Linked DNA regions of Pan troglodytes: region 2 is linked to region 1. Evidence: chromatin contacts called from public Hi-C data. All regions are on one chromosome and are shown on one strand. Each heading gives the region's core, a stretch centred on a gene start, on an enhancer-like site or on the middle of the called end of the contact. The rest is flanking DNA. Distances are from core to core; before and after follow the strand shown.

The links. Hi-C and Micro-C count contacts between places; a contact is called where the count stands out from the background.
Region 2: a contact with region 1 is called in a Hi-C map of stem cell-derived neural progenitor cells, with 4 times the contacts expected there. The contact joins the enhancer-like site here to the promoter of ZBTB37 in region 1. A contact is called at or near these places in 1 of 7 Hi-C or Micro-C datasets (stem cell-derived neural progenitor cells) and 1 of 1 datasets of contacts at active chromatin or transcription factors (stem cell-derived excitatory neurons).

The regions. Positions count from the first base shown.
Region 1 is chr1:75,216,078-75,221,900 of NHGRI_mPanTro3-v2.0_pri, reverse strand. It overlaps ZBTB37 (zinc finger and BTB domain containing 37), which reads left to right and starts at 2,423. Exons shown (of 4, transcript XM_009438523.4): 1 at 2,423-2,655; 2 at 4,443-5,394. The coding sequence starts at 4,472. It overlaps LOC101059610 (a long non-coding RNA gene), which reads right to left and starts at 2,380. Exons shown (of 12, transcript XR_001711094.3): 1 at 2,210-2,380; 2 at 932-984; 3 at 704-739; 4 at 471-510; 5 at 122-151. LOC112207327 (small nucleolar RNA SNORD74) reads right to left here and starts at 2,001; the gene lies at 1,922-2,001. LOC112207401 (small nucleolar RNA SNORD75) reads right to left here and starts at 879; the gene lies at 820-879. It also overlaps LOC112207238 and LOC112207370.
Region 2 is chr1:75,661,031-75,666,821 of NHGRI_mPanTro3-v2.0_pri, reverse strand. All of the region lies in intron 1 of TNFSF4 (TNF superfamily member 4), which reads right to left. Among named protein-coding and RNA genes, the nearest start is that of TNFSF4, 47 kb to the right of the region's middle. Within about 2 kb of position 1,836, at least 16 of the 24 cell types and tissues checked have an H3K27ac peak or open chromatin away from gene starts, as enhancers often do. A contact at or near this core is called in stem cell-derived excitatory neurons and stem cell-derived neural progenitor cells, where this site is marked.

The DNA of each region.
Region 1 (5,823 bases), core at 1,174-3,673:
ACAAGACAAGAATCCGCCATTTATTTAATGCATTCAGCACTAGTAGGAGGTAACTAAAAAGCCATTTGTGCCGTAGGCAGTTTGCCCAGTTACCTGTTTACTTGGATACAGTTTCACTTACCATTTCAACTTCCAGCTTTCTGTCTAATGCCTGTAATTTTAATACAATTGTCAGCAAAAAATATTTTAATGGTAGATTGGTGGTACACTGCTTAACCATTAACAGCAAACCACAACCACCCCAGATACATCAGACAGATAGTACATCTCTTCATGATTAAATCTGCTGAACTATGCAACCATCATAGTATCTGTTTTCACATTTTCTTCAGTATTAAACTTAGTATCAATATGAGAGCAAAATTCTCATTTGAAAAGAGGGGAGAGAAGCACTAACATAGATAATCATCATTGCTTTGGCTATTTTCTAATCCCTTAAAAGTGAGAAGTACAAAATAGAGGTTTCTCACCTGTGTGCCAATGGCTTGAGTTAGGCTTGCTGTTTAGGACCTGGGAAGAAACAACTTCATGTGAACTTAGGTGTACTCTCTATGTTCCCCAAATCACCATTTTGGGTGCCTCAGTTAAGATAATGGTGGTTAAGATCCTCATCATTCTAGCACTCAAGAGTAGCAAATAAACTGTCATCATTGTGGCACATCCAATGGCTTTAAATCTTTTTGAGAGGGAATTTTCAACTTACTTCAGTAGCTATTCTCATCCTTCCTTGGGGACACAACTAGAAAACAAAAAGATGCAAGCAAAACAGTGAGAATGAACCTCACAGCAGTCACGTTAAATATAAATGGTTAACATTAAAGCCTCAGAATATTATTTCAGAAATCCCTTCTGTCCACTACTCTTAAAGCATCACAGGCTGAGACCACCTCTTAGATTTCATTCTTCCCACCATACTTTCCCCAATTCTTACCTGTCCATAAGGTGCTATCCAGAGCCACACTGCATCTGCACCCAGCACCATACCTAAAGAGATCGGGTACAGATTTTAATTCATTGTTCCACGGTTCTTTTTTTTTTTTTTTTTTTGAGACGGAGTCTCGCTCTGTCGCCCAGGCTGGAGTGCAGTGGCGCGATCTCGGCTCACTGCAAGCTCCGCCTCCCGGGTTCACGCCATTCTCCTGCCTCAGCCTCCCGAGTAGCTGGCACTACAGGCGCCCGCCACCACGCCCGGCTAATTTTTTGTATTTTTAGTAGAGACGGGGTTTCACCGTGTTAGCCAGGATGGTCTCGATCTCCTGACCTCGTGATCCGCCCGCCTCGGCCTCCCAAAGTGCTGGGATTACAGGCGTGAGCCACCGCGCCCGGCCGGTTTTTTTTTAAAGAACGTGTTCTTTAAAAAAACGGTTCGTCTTTTTAAACCAATGATGCAGGTAACATACCATTCATTATCTAGCGACAGGTAAAGGATACACTTAATGTTACAAAGAAGCACTGCACCCGCAGTTAAGAACCACCGATGGCGGCCGGGCGCGGTGGCTCACGGCTTGTAATCCCAGTATGTTGGGAGACCACGGCTGGTGGATCACCTGAGGTCAGGAGTTCAAGACCAGTCTCGCCAACATGGTGAAACCCCGTCTCTACTAAAAATATAAAAGCCTAGCATGGTGGCGCGCGCCTGTAGTCCCAATTACTTGGGAGGCTGAGGCAGAACTGCTTAACTCGGGACGCGGAGGTTGCCATTAACCGAGATCGAGCCACTGCATTCCAGCCTGGGTGACAGAACGAGGCTCGGTCTCAAAAAAAAAAAGAAAAAAGAAACACTAATGGAAATATTGGTGACACTGCGGAATGCAGGCACTTAAGCACGTGGACTACCACCGACAGCCTTTCATGAGAGCGGACGGCTGATGGAGGCTGGGGTCACGGCCCTTAACAATAGCTTACTCGGGTGACTCGGCATGTGCCACCATCAGAGCGGTTGGCATTCATCATTACTCTCAGATGTCCCTACCAACACAGGCTTCATCAGAGGCAGGGCACGAGAGCCGAGGCTTCTCCGCAGTTCTACTCTAACATAGTCGCAGCTTAGGTCCGCATGCACCATATGTGCAATCCCCCACCATCCTCAACTTGTAGGCCGTGCAAAGGCGCGCGACTGGCTTAAAAGTCCCAGTCAATTCAGGGTGACCTTAGCAGACAAAGGCTGGAGCGCCCAAAAACCCGCAACATTCGCAAAGAAATAACATACCTTACAGTACTCGACTCCTACCTCGAAAAGACAGTATGGTGCCTGGGCTCCTGTATATAAGAGTTCTTTTGATGACGTCACGACGCACGCTCCCGGCAGCGTCCGCTTCGGCTCCTCCCCCTAACCTCCCTCAATCTTCCCCTCATCCAGTACCACCTTCTTCCCACCCCTTAAGTCCGCCCCTTTTCCCCGCCCTTCCTCGCCATTGTGGGCAGAGACATGACCGTCCACGTGATGCCGTGCTCCCGCCCTCCTCCCGACTGAGGAGGAAGAGCAGAGAGGGGAGGGGGCGCGAGGCAAGGAAAGCTCTGGGGATGGGGGAAGGGGGGGCGGTGTAAGGCTGAGTGATTTCCTTCCGGCACGTCGCCCGCTCCGTGGGAGGGGGTGGGGGGTTTCACTTCCGGGACGGTGTTCCGGCCCATTCCGGCCCATTTCCACCCCCGGAGGTAGGTGCTGCTCCTTGACTGGACTCGGGCCCCACACCCCAGTGCCACTTCCCTGCACCGGGGTCACCTCGCCCGCCCTCCGCCGCAGCGCGCTCCTGGGGCGCTCAGCTACTTTCCTTCACCTCCAGGCACCGGGCGACCTTCCACCCCCTTGGCCCCCGGCCGGGCTGATCTGCCGGACCCGCCCCCTCGCGGGGCCCCTCCCTCAGGACCCCGGGAAGGGCGGCCCCCTCCCCCACCGCAGCCGGGACACACCCAGATACGCACACCCACCTCCCGGCAGCTCCCCGCCCGCCGCCGCCTGGAGCCGGTCCCCGGGCGCCGCCCCCTTCCTAGTTCTCACCTGAGCGCTGGCTCCCCCGCCCGACGCCTTGTCCCCATCTTCTCCGAAGTTCCTCAGTGACATTTTGCCCTTTAGCCAGTTCCCCTCTCCCCAGGCTTCCTAACGCAGAAGAAAGCTGCTCAAGTGCTGGAGTGGCCAACCCCATGCCGTTCCCAATTCTCCCTTTTACAGCTCTCACCCCTCCAGTGCCGACGGTAGCGAAAGACTTTCCTCCAGGGGCTTCCTCACTGGGGAATTGCCGGAAAGAGCAAACAAAAAAGGCGCTGGTGTAGGCTCCAAAATAAACACATCTGAATTCATGATGGCATCGACAGAGGCTCTTATTGGATTAAAAGTTTCAAAACAAACAATAACGCTTTGGAAAAAGGTCAGATTGGCTAAAGTTGATTGTTGAAAACAGTGTATACACTTCCCTATTTAATAAGTGTGTTGTTAATGCGGGGCAGTACTGTGAGCTTGGCAGAGTAAGTTCCTGAAGTTTCAGGTGTGGTGTAACTATGTAATATATAGATAAGTGAACGCACATTGGGCTTAAGTAAATGTCTTCTTGTTCGGATTTATACAAACTATTTTCAGTAGTTGAAACTACTTTCAACTATCTTGTATACAGCTTCAGGTTTAGTGTTTCAGCCATTTTTTAAAAATATTTTAATGGAAAAATGTTGGCATACTTGGTAAATGCTGTATTTTTTCATCGGATCTGGAGAACTAAGTTTCAGGATGGAAGTATTCATCACCACCTCGGAATTGCCAACTTCGAATTTGGCAGATTTACCCAGCTTTCCTAATTTTGACAACTGAACTTCACATTCTCTGCATCTTGGTTGAATCCTGGCACAGCTGTGGGATTTTTCCTAGAGTTTGCTTCACAGCCCTATAACCAAAGTCTTTTTGTGGGGGGGCTCTGATTCTTAAGCTTAGAAATATTAGCCTACATTCATGTGGGATATTAGTCCTTTTATAAAATAATAAACATAATTCTTGCAGCAGGTAGTAAAATACTAAGAAGAGGGATATCAAGCCATCTATATAGAATTGCATTTATTCAGAAAGCTTTCCTCCTCCAGAGAAAAGTTGTAAAGTTATGAGATGTTATATTCAGTCTGCAAGTACCTTATAATTAACACTTAAAAGTCCTTCCCCCTACCTTCTGTTGAACTTCTGTTTTGATGTTATATAACTTATTAGTAAGGAAAGCATGGTCATAACATGAATTTTTAGGAGTCTAAAGATCACTTTTTAGTTTTAACTATGTCCTCCTGTGAAACTTAAACTAAAAAACCTGTTGGTGATTCTGTTTCCACATCTAAACATAAGGAAGGTATTTCTTTTATCTGGAGATTTTGAAATTTTACCAGATAACTATGTTTAAATACTTTTGAAATGGAAAACATCCGGGAAGTAAAATTATAATTATTAATGAGAATATGGTTTCTTTTTTCAGCAGGGTTGAATGCACCCTCAGGCACGACCATGGAGAAAGGTGGGAACATACAATTGGAGATTCCTGACTTCAGCAACTCTGTCCTGAGCCATCTAAACCAGTTGCGCATGCAGGGCCGTCTCTGTGATATTGTGGTCAATGTGCAAGGACAAGCTTTTCGGGCTCACAAAGTGGTGCTGGCTGCCAGCTCCCCCTATTTCCGGGATCACATGTCCTTGAATGAGATGAGTACAGTCTCCATTTCAGTCATCAAGAACCCTACTGTTTTTGAACAGCTCCTTTCTTTCTGTTACACAGGGCGGATATGCCTGCAACTGGCAGATATCATCAGCTACCTAACAGCTGCCAGTTTTCTGCAAATGCAGCATATTATAGACAAATGTACACAGATCCTGGAGGGCATTCATTTCAAAATTAATGTGGCTGAGGTTGAAGCAGAATTAAGTCAAACAAGGACAAAGCATCAAGAGAGACCTCCAGAGTCTCACAGGGTTACACCAAATCTCAACCGCTCCCTTAGCCCACGACATAATACCCCAAAGGGAAACCGGCGAGGTCAGGTTAGTGCTGTGCTGGATATCAGAGAGCTAAGTCCTCCTGAGGAGTCCACCAGCCCTCAGATCATTGAACCAAGTTCTGATGTAGAGAGCCGGGAGCCCATTCTTCGGATCAACCGAGCAGGACAGTGGTATGTGGAGACAGGAGTGGCGGACCGTGGGGGTCGGAGTGATGATGAAGTTAGAGTTCTTGGAGCAGTACACATCAAAACTGAAAATCTGGAGGAGTGGCTTGGGCCTGAGAATCAGCCTTCTGGAGAAGATGGGAGTAGTGCAGAGGAAGTAACAGCCATGGTGATTGATACCACAGGCCATGGTTCTGTAGGACAGGAAAATTACACTTTAGGGTCTTCAGGAGCTAAGGTGGCTCGGCCAACAAGCAGTGAAGTTGACAGGTAGGTTTGGTTTGGTTTGGTTTTCCCATGTAATGGCTATTGTGTAGACATCACTAAAGTGTCCTCTGTAGTACAGAGAGCATTTTCCTTACCTGATTTTCTTGGTCAAAATAAGTTGATGATGGGGAAACTGGAGGTGTGCCAAAAGACTTGCATTCTTATTTTTTTAAACCAGGAAGCTCCATTCCTGAAGTATTCACAATGTTGTGAGAACTGTGGTAAAGTTAGACACTTCCGTGAATCAGAATAGCATCTGCAGCCACACTAGGATAGGATCAGTAATTGCCAGGGCTTCCTCGGGATTCCAGGCAGGGAGCCGATCGTCAGCTGGGAACCTAGCAGCATTGCCCTTCCTTGGTGTGTTATCACACAGGTAGGTGGCCTCCGGGAGTCTCACTTTCCTTTGTGGCACTGCTTACTTTTCTTTGC
Region 2 (5,791 bases), core at 587-3,086, 450 kb before region 1:
CAGCATGTTACTGTACTGAAAACTGTAGGCGACTGTAACACAATAGTGTGTATTGCAACATATCTAAACATAGAAAAGGTAATGTGTTGTGCTACCATGTTACAATGGCTACATAACTAAGCAATGGGAATCTTTCAACTCCATTATAATCTTTTTTTTTTTTTTTGAGATAGAATCTTGCTTTGTTGCCCAAGCTGAAGTGGTGCGATCTTGGCTCACTGCAACCTTCACCTCCCAGGTTCAAGCGATTCCTGCCTCAGCCTCCCAAGCAGCTGGGATTACAGGCACCCGCCACCACACCCGGCTAATTTTTTTATTTTAGTAAAGACAATGTTTTGCCATGTTAGCCAGGCTGGTCTCGAACTCCTGGCCTCAAGTGATCCACCCGCCTCAGCCTCCCAAAGTGCTGGGATTACAGGCGTGAGCCACCACGCCCGACCTCTATTATAATCTTATGGGACTACCATCCATAATGGTTCATCGTTGACAGAATATTTTGTTATGAGGGGCATGACTGTACTAATTTACAAGAAACAGAAAATGGAGGATACTGTTACAGAGGACCACAGGCATCCAATCCATAAAAATCTACAGGACAAAGTACTCAGTTTTTCAACTGATTGCCAGGATAACAAAACAGAGAGGGACATGGAAGGGGAATCTATGGAATAAAAGATTTAAGAGAAAAAGGAACCACCTATAATATGTGCAGCTGATTTTTATCTTAATTCAAACAAGCTGTAAAAAATGTGCATATGCATTTATGAGATAATTATAAATTTAAATACTGACTAGTTTATGATATTAATGAATTATTGCTAATGTTAGGTGAATTTATTGTTTTGTGGTTACTTTTTGAAAAGGAATTATTATCTATAGAACTACATATTGAAATATTTACAGATGAAATAACATATTGGCTGGGAGCAGTGGCTCATGCCTGTAATTCCAGCAATTTGGGAGGCCAAGGCAGGAGGATCACCTGAGGTCAGGAATTCGAGACCAGCCTGGCCAACATGGTGAAACCCCGTATCTACTAAAAATACAAAACTTGTGGCCAGGCATGGTGGCAGGTGCCTGTAATCCCAGCTATTCGGGAGTCTGAGGCAGGAGAATTGATTGAATCTGGGAGGCGGAGGTTGCAGTGAGCCGAGATTGTGCCACTGCACTCCAGCCTGGGTGACAGAGCAAGACTCTGTCTAAGGAAAAAAAAAGAAAGAAAGAAAGAAAGAACATATCAAATTTGCTCCAAAATAATACAGGAGAGAGGATATGTGTAAAACAAGATCAGGCCACATGCTGCTAATTGTTAAAGCTGGACAAAAAGTACATGGGGACTTATTACACTATTATCTCTACTTGTATGTATCTTTGAAATTTTTTTCATGTTAAAACATTTCTCTAAAAAAAAAGAGTATTATGAAAGTATCTGGTTTCTATGAAAAATGATTATTTTTCCAAAAGAGAGAAAAGACTGGCCCCCCTCTTTCCTGTATTTCCTCACCTCTCCAAATAATCTGCTCACATTTGTCACACTTAGACATGTACTCCCGACCCAAACAGAAAAGTAACCAGAATTCTCGTAGCATCTGTTAGGTGCTAAATAAGTAGAAAGAGTTCTAGTTTAAAATGTGTGACATTCACTTGTGAAGACAGAGAAGCTGAGAGGGGACCCCGTCCTTTGTTAGATGCTGCTCTGCTCATTCTCCATGGCTCTTGGAAACAAGACCCCAAAGAGAAACTGGTCCTCAAGAGACAGATCCAAGACTGAGCACAGGCTATGCCACAACCTCCACCAGCTGTGGGAAAAGACCATGTGGGGTGTGAATGGCAGCACCCAGCACCGTGCCTGCCGCGTGGTGGCGCTTTATAAATGTTTGAGAAGGAAGAGAGGAAGTTGATTTAGTGGGTTTAGTTTTTAATTGGGTCTGAATAAAAGGTGAGCTTTTGCAATATCCTCTAATCCCCCTCATATATCCTTGTTGCAGAAGGAAAAGTTGAGTGAGAATGTAATTGCCAAGACCCCTTAAAGTGACATTGGTCATAGCAAATGTAGCAGCTTCCTGTCTTAGTAAGAACTTTTAGGACGTGCTGGGCTGACGCTGTCAGCTGCTGCTTTGTAAAAATAAGCCCTATAATTAGATTGCTACTCCTTATGAAGCCCACTCAAGTGCTATCCTTTATTTTTAACCTTTATCACAGTCCTCAAGACAGAGTGTGTAGGGCCTCGCCCACAGCTGCTGAGTCAAACCCCAGCAGGCTCCACCCTTCCTGCTCCCAGCTGCATTCCGCTAAAAAAAAGGCCTGCCAGCTCCCTACGCAATGGAACGCGGGGTCTAAGCACACAGACGGTTGCAGGGAATCTAATATCCAGGCAGCACTGAGAAAGAACAGCTGCGCCAAATTTGAATCTTCTTTATTTACTCAGCCAGGCAGCTAACACACACAAATAACATTGTTTCATCTTGAATGCACAGAATTCACAACTGCCTTCTTAGCTCACTCCTGTTGCTCAACAATCCTTTTTTACACTTGCATGTTTAATGTAAATAACTTTCACAGAGTCTTCCACTTTCTCTGTATCGATATTACGAACCTGTTGGCATAGTTAGTTGAGACAATAAACATTTAATAATCTTGTGGGTCAGGAGTGGGAATGCCAGAGGAATGCTTATAGCAAAGTCAAGGGAAAGTATTATAGGGCAAAGGGATGTAATGGGGATTTCATTATATTTTGTTGCTTTCTTTTTTGTTGCTTATAACTTGGTATTCACATTCTCTAACAGATTCTTTGAAAAAGTGTGTGCATAGCAAATAGGGCTCCATTTAAATGGACACATTAGGGTGAAGGGTCTATAGAGTTGTTCACTGCAGGAATTAATGTCATACTCTGTCTGTACAAATAATTGTATTAGGTGACAGGCAATACCAACGTTTATATAATTTGTGCTATATATAGCAGATGTAACTCAGAGGCTGTGTACTTAATCCTATAAAAATCTCAACATAAGACATTCTTCCTCCAGTGCCCACAGATCCCACAAACCCTTTGCATTCTAATTAAAGCTCTGCTGGGGTTAAGGCTAATTGGTAATAAAACCCAGGCCTGTGAGAAAGCCTTTCTGTAAAACAAAGAATCCATTTGTCATGCAAATAAGCAGCCTCCAAAGTGGTAAATTTGAATTTTGAATGTTCACCTGTTATCTTAACATTTCTTAGAATGTGGTTCAGCCAGTAATTGCTAGATCATTATTTTCCAGTTTTCCTCATTGCCATCCTTCAAAGAGCTAAAGAGCATGTTATTTGTATTGTTAAATTAATATTTTGTTGTTGTAGACCTAAAGTAAATGAATCACTGTAGTTGTCTTTGGTTTTCTTTGGAGAATGTGTTTGCATTCTAAACATTTTCCAATACAATAATTTCTTTGAGAAAATTTGTCGGTTTCCTTAAATAATAATCTTCAGGTTAGGCTTGAAATTCAAAAGTATGGTGGTTCCTTCCTGATGAAGGTCCTTAAAGGTCTTTACACTCCATTCTTGTGGAAGTTTCTGGGCACTAGAGGGCGCTCTCAGCACACTGGGACGGGATTTGTTAGTTGCACAGAATTAAGAGCCATGCGCTGATTGTTGGGCCTTGGGCCCTGCTGGGGGCCCAAAATCAGCCTGCAGAGAGAAGCCACCTCCGTGAGCCTGCATTGGCTCTCAACTGCAAAGTGCCAATTCATCTGCCTTCAGTGAACCAACTGACCAAACCAACTGCTGAGCTTTCTCCCCCAAGGGAAAGGCTGGCTGCTACAAAGATTTTTTTTTACTCATTTCTGAATAAAATATTTCATGGTCAACAATTGTTTTCACATGCACTACCTTGCCTGCTGTCCTTCACTGACAACATTTCAGGGTCTCGGAAGGCATGGAATACAATGCATGTTCAGGACTGCAACCTGATGGTGATGTGTAATGAAGTTTAGTGTTGGATTTCGATCTTGGCCAAATGGTGACTCCTTGGTGACAGGTCATGTGCTTACTTCCTCAGCAGATGAGATCTCCTCCAGCCTCACTTGTGACCAATGATGTACCATGAACACAGGCTGGTGTTGAAGCTCAGTATGTAGCCCCCTTGGCTAGAATACACACTTGATAATAGTAGCAAAGTGAAATCAGCAGAGTGTAGCAATGCCCTGAGAGGACCTAAAAGAACTGGGTGAAGGAGGCCTTAAGGATTGACAACTAATACCTAATGGCTAAGACCTAAGAGGGTAGAAGAAGAAGAGGTCCTCCACAATTAGCATTTGGCACATAATAATGTGAAGCAAGACACATCACTTCCTAGTAATATGCTATAAACAGGTGATAAAGGGCGAGGGGTTGCTCCCCAGTGAGGAATCCAGTCCAAACCCAGAGACCAGCTCACAGCCACCCGAGTCCAAAACAACTAGATCTTTGTTAGACAATTGCCATCCAAACCAGAGTGTTATGAAATGAATTGTGTACCTCCACCCTTCAAATTCATATGTTGAAGTCCTAATCCCCAATGTGTTTGTATTTAGAAACAGGGCCTTTATGGAAATAATTAAAGATAAATGAGGTCATAAGGGTAGGGCCCTAATCCAGTAGGACTGGTGACCTTATAGAAAGAGAACGAGACACCAAAGATCTCTCTCCACAAACGCACACAGAGGAAAGGCCTTGTCTATGTGAGCACACAGTGAGAAGGTTGCCTTACTAGAAACCAACCCTGCTGGCACCCTGATCTTGGACTTCCAGACTCTAGAACTGTAAGAAAATAATGTCTGTTGTTTAAGCCACCCAGTCTGTGTACATTCTTTTATGGCAACCCAAGCAGACTAATAAACAAGAGGTTATGGCAACACTGACAAAATTCTTGAGGGATCTTTGAGGAATACAGAACTCTCCTGGAAAAAAAAATGAAGGAGCATTAAAAACCAGTTTTAGGTGTTTTACCTATAATCTACCTTGTTCATGTAAAAACGACAGCAATTTCTTAGGTAAATTTTGTGCAAATATCCCATTTCATCAAATCTAAGAAACCAATGCTTATAAGGCATTACTGTATTTGCTATTAAGAGAAGAAAAGTGACAATTGTTATGCTCCATGTATTGTAAGACAGTCTTTATTTCAAAGACAGTAAAATGTGAAAATATGTATGTATGTACATAAACACATATACGTAACATATACATATACATCTTAGCATTGATTGGTAAGATTAACTCAATGTTTATTGACCCATTTGTCAGGAACTTTTTGCCTATACTAGACACTGGGAAAATAAAAATAAGCAAACAAGATGTCAAGTCTCAGGAGTACTAATTCACTAACCCTTTGAAGGCACAGAAATATAAATGTATTGTGGCAGTCCCCAAGACTCCTCGTATTACGCTGCCCTTTTAGGCCATCTAAAGTAGTCACAATACGGAGTGTTGTCTCAAGTGCCCCAAACACAGTATGCTCTTAATCTGAAATTTACTCATATACAGACTTGCAGTATAGTCTTAAGGGTGGCAGCTAGGTACAATAATTCTACCCCCGAACAAGGAATAAATAAGTAAACAAACATCTCTTAAGAAATTGACTCTTGGCCAGGCGAGATGTTTCACACCTGTAATCCCAGCACTTTGGGATGCCAGGGTTGGTGGAACTCTTGAGTCCAGGAGTTCCAAACCAGCCTGGGCAACATGGCAAAACCCTATCTCTACAAAAAATACAAAAAAAAAAAAAAAAAACCTGGGTATGGTGGCATGCACCTGTAGACCCAGCTACTAGGGAGGC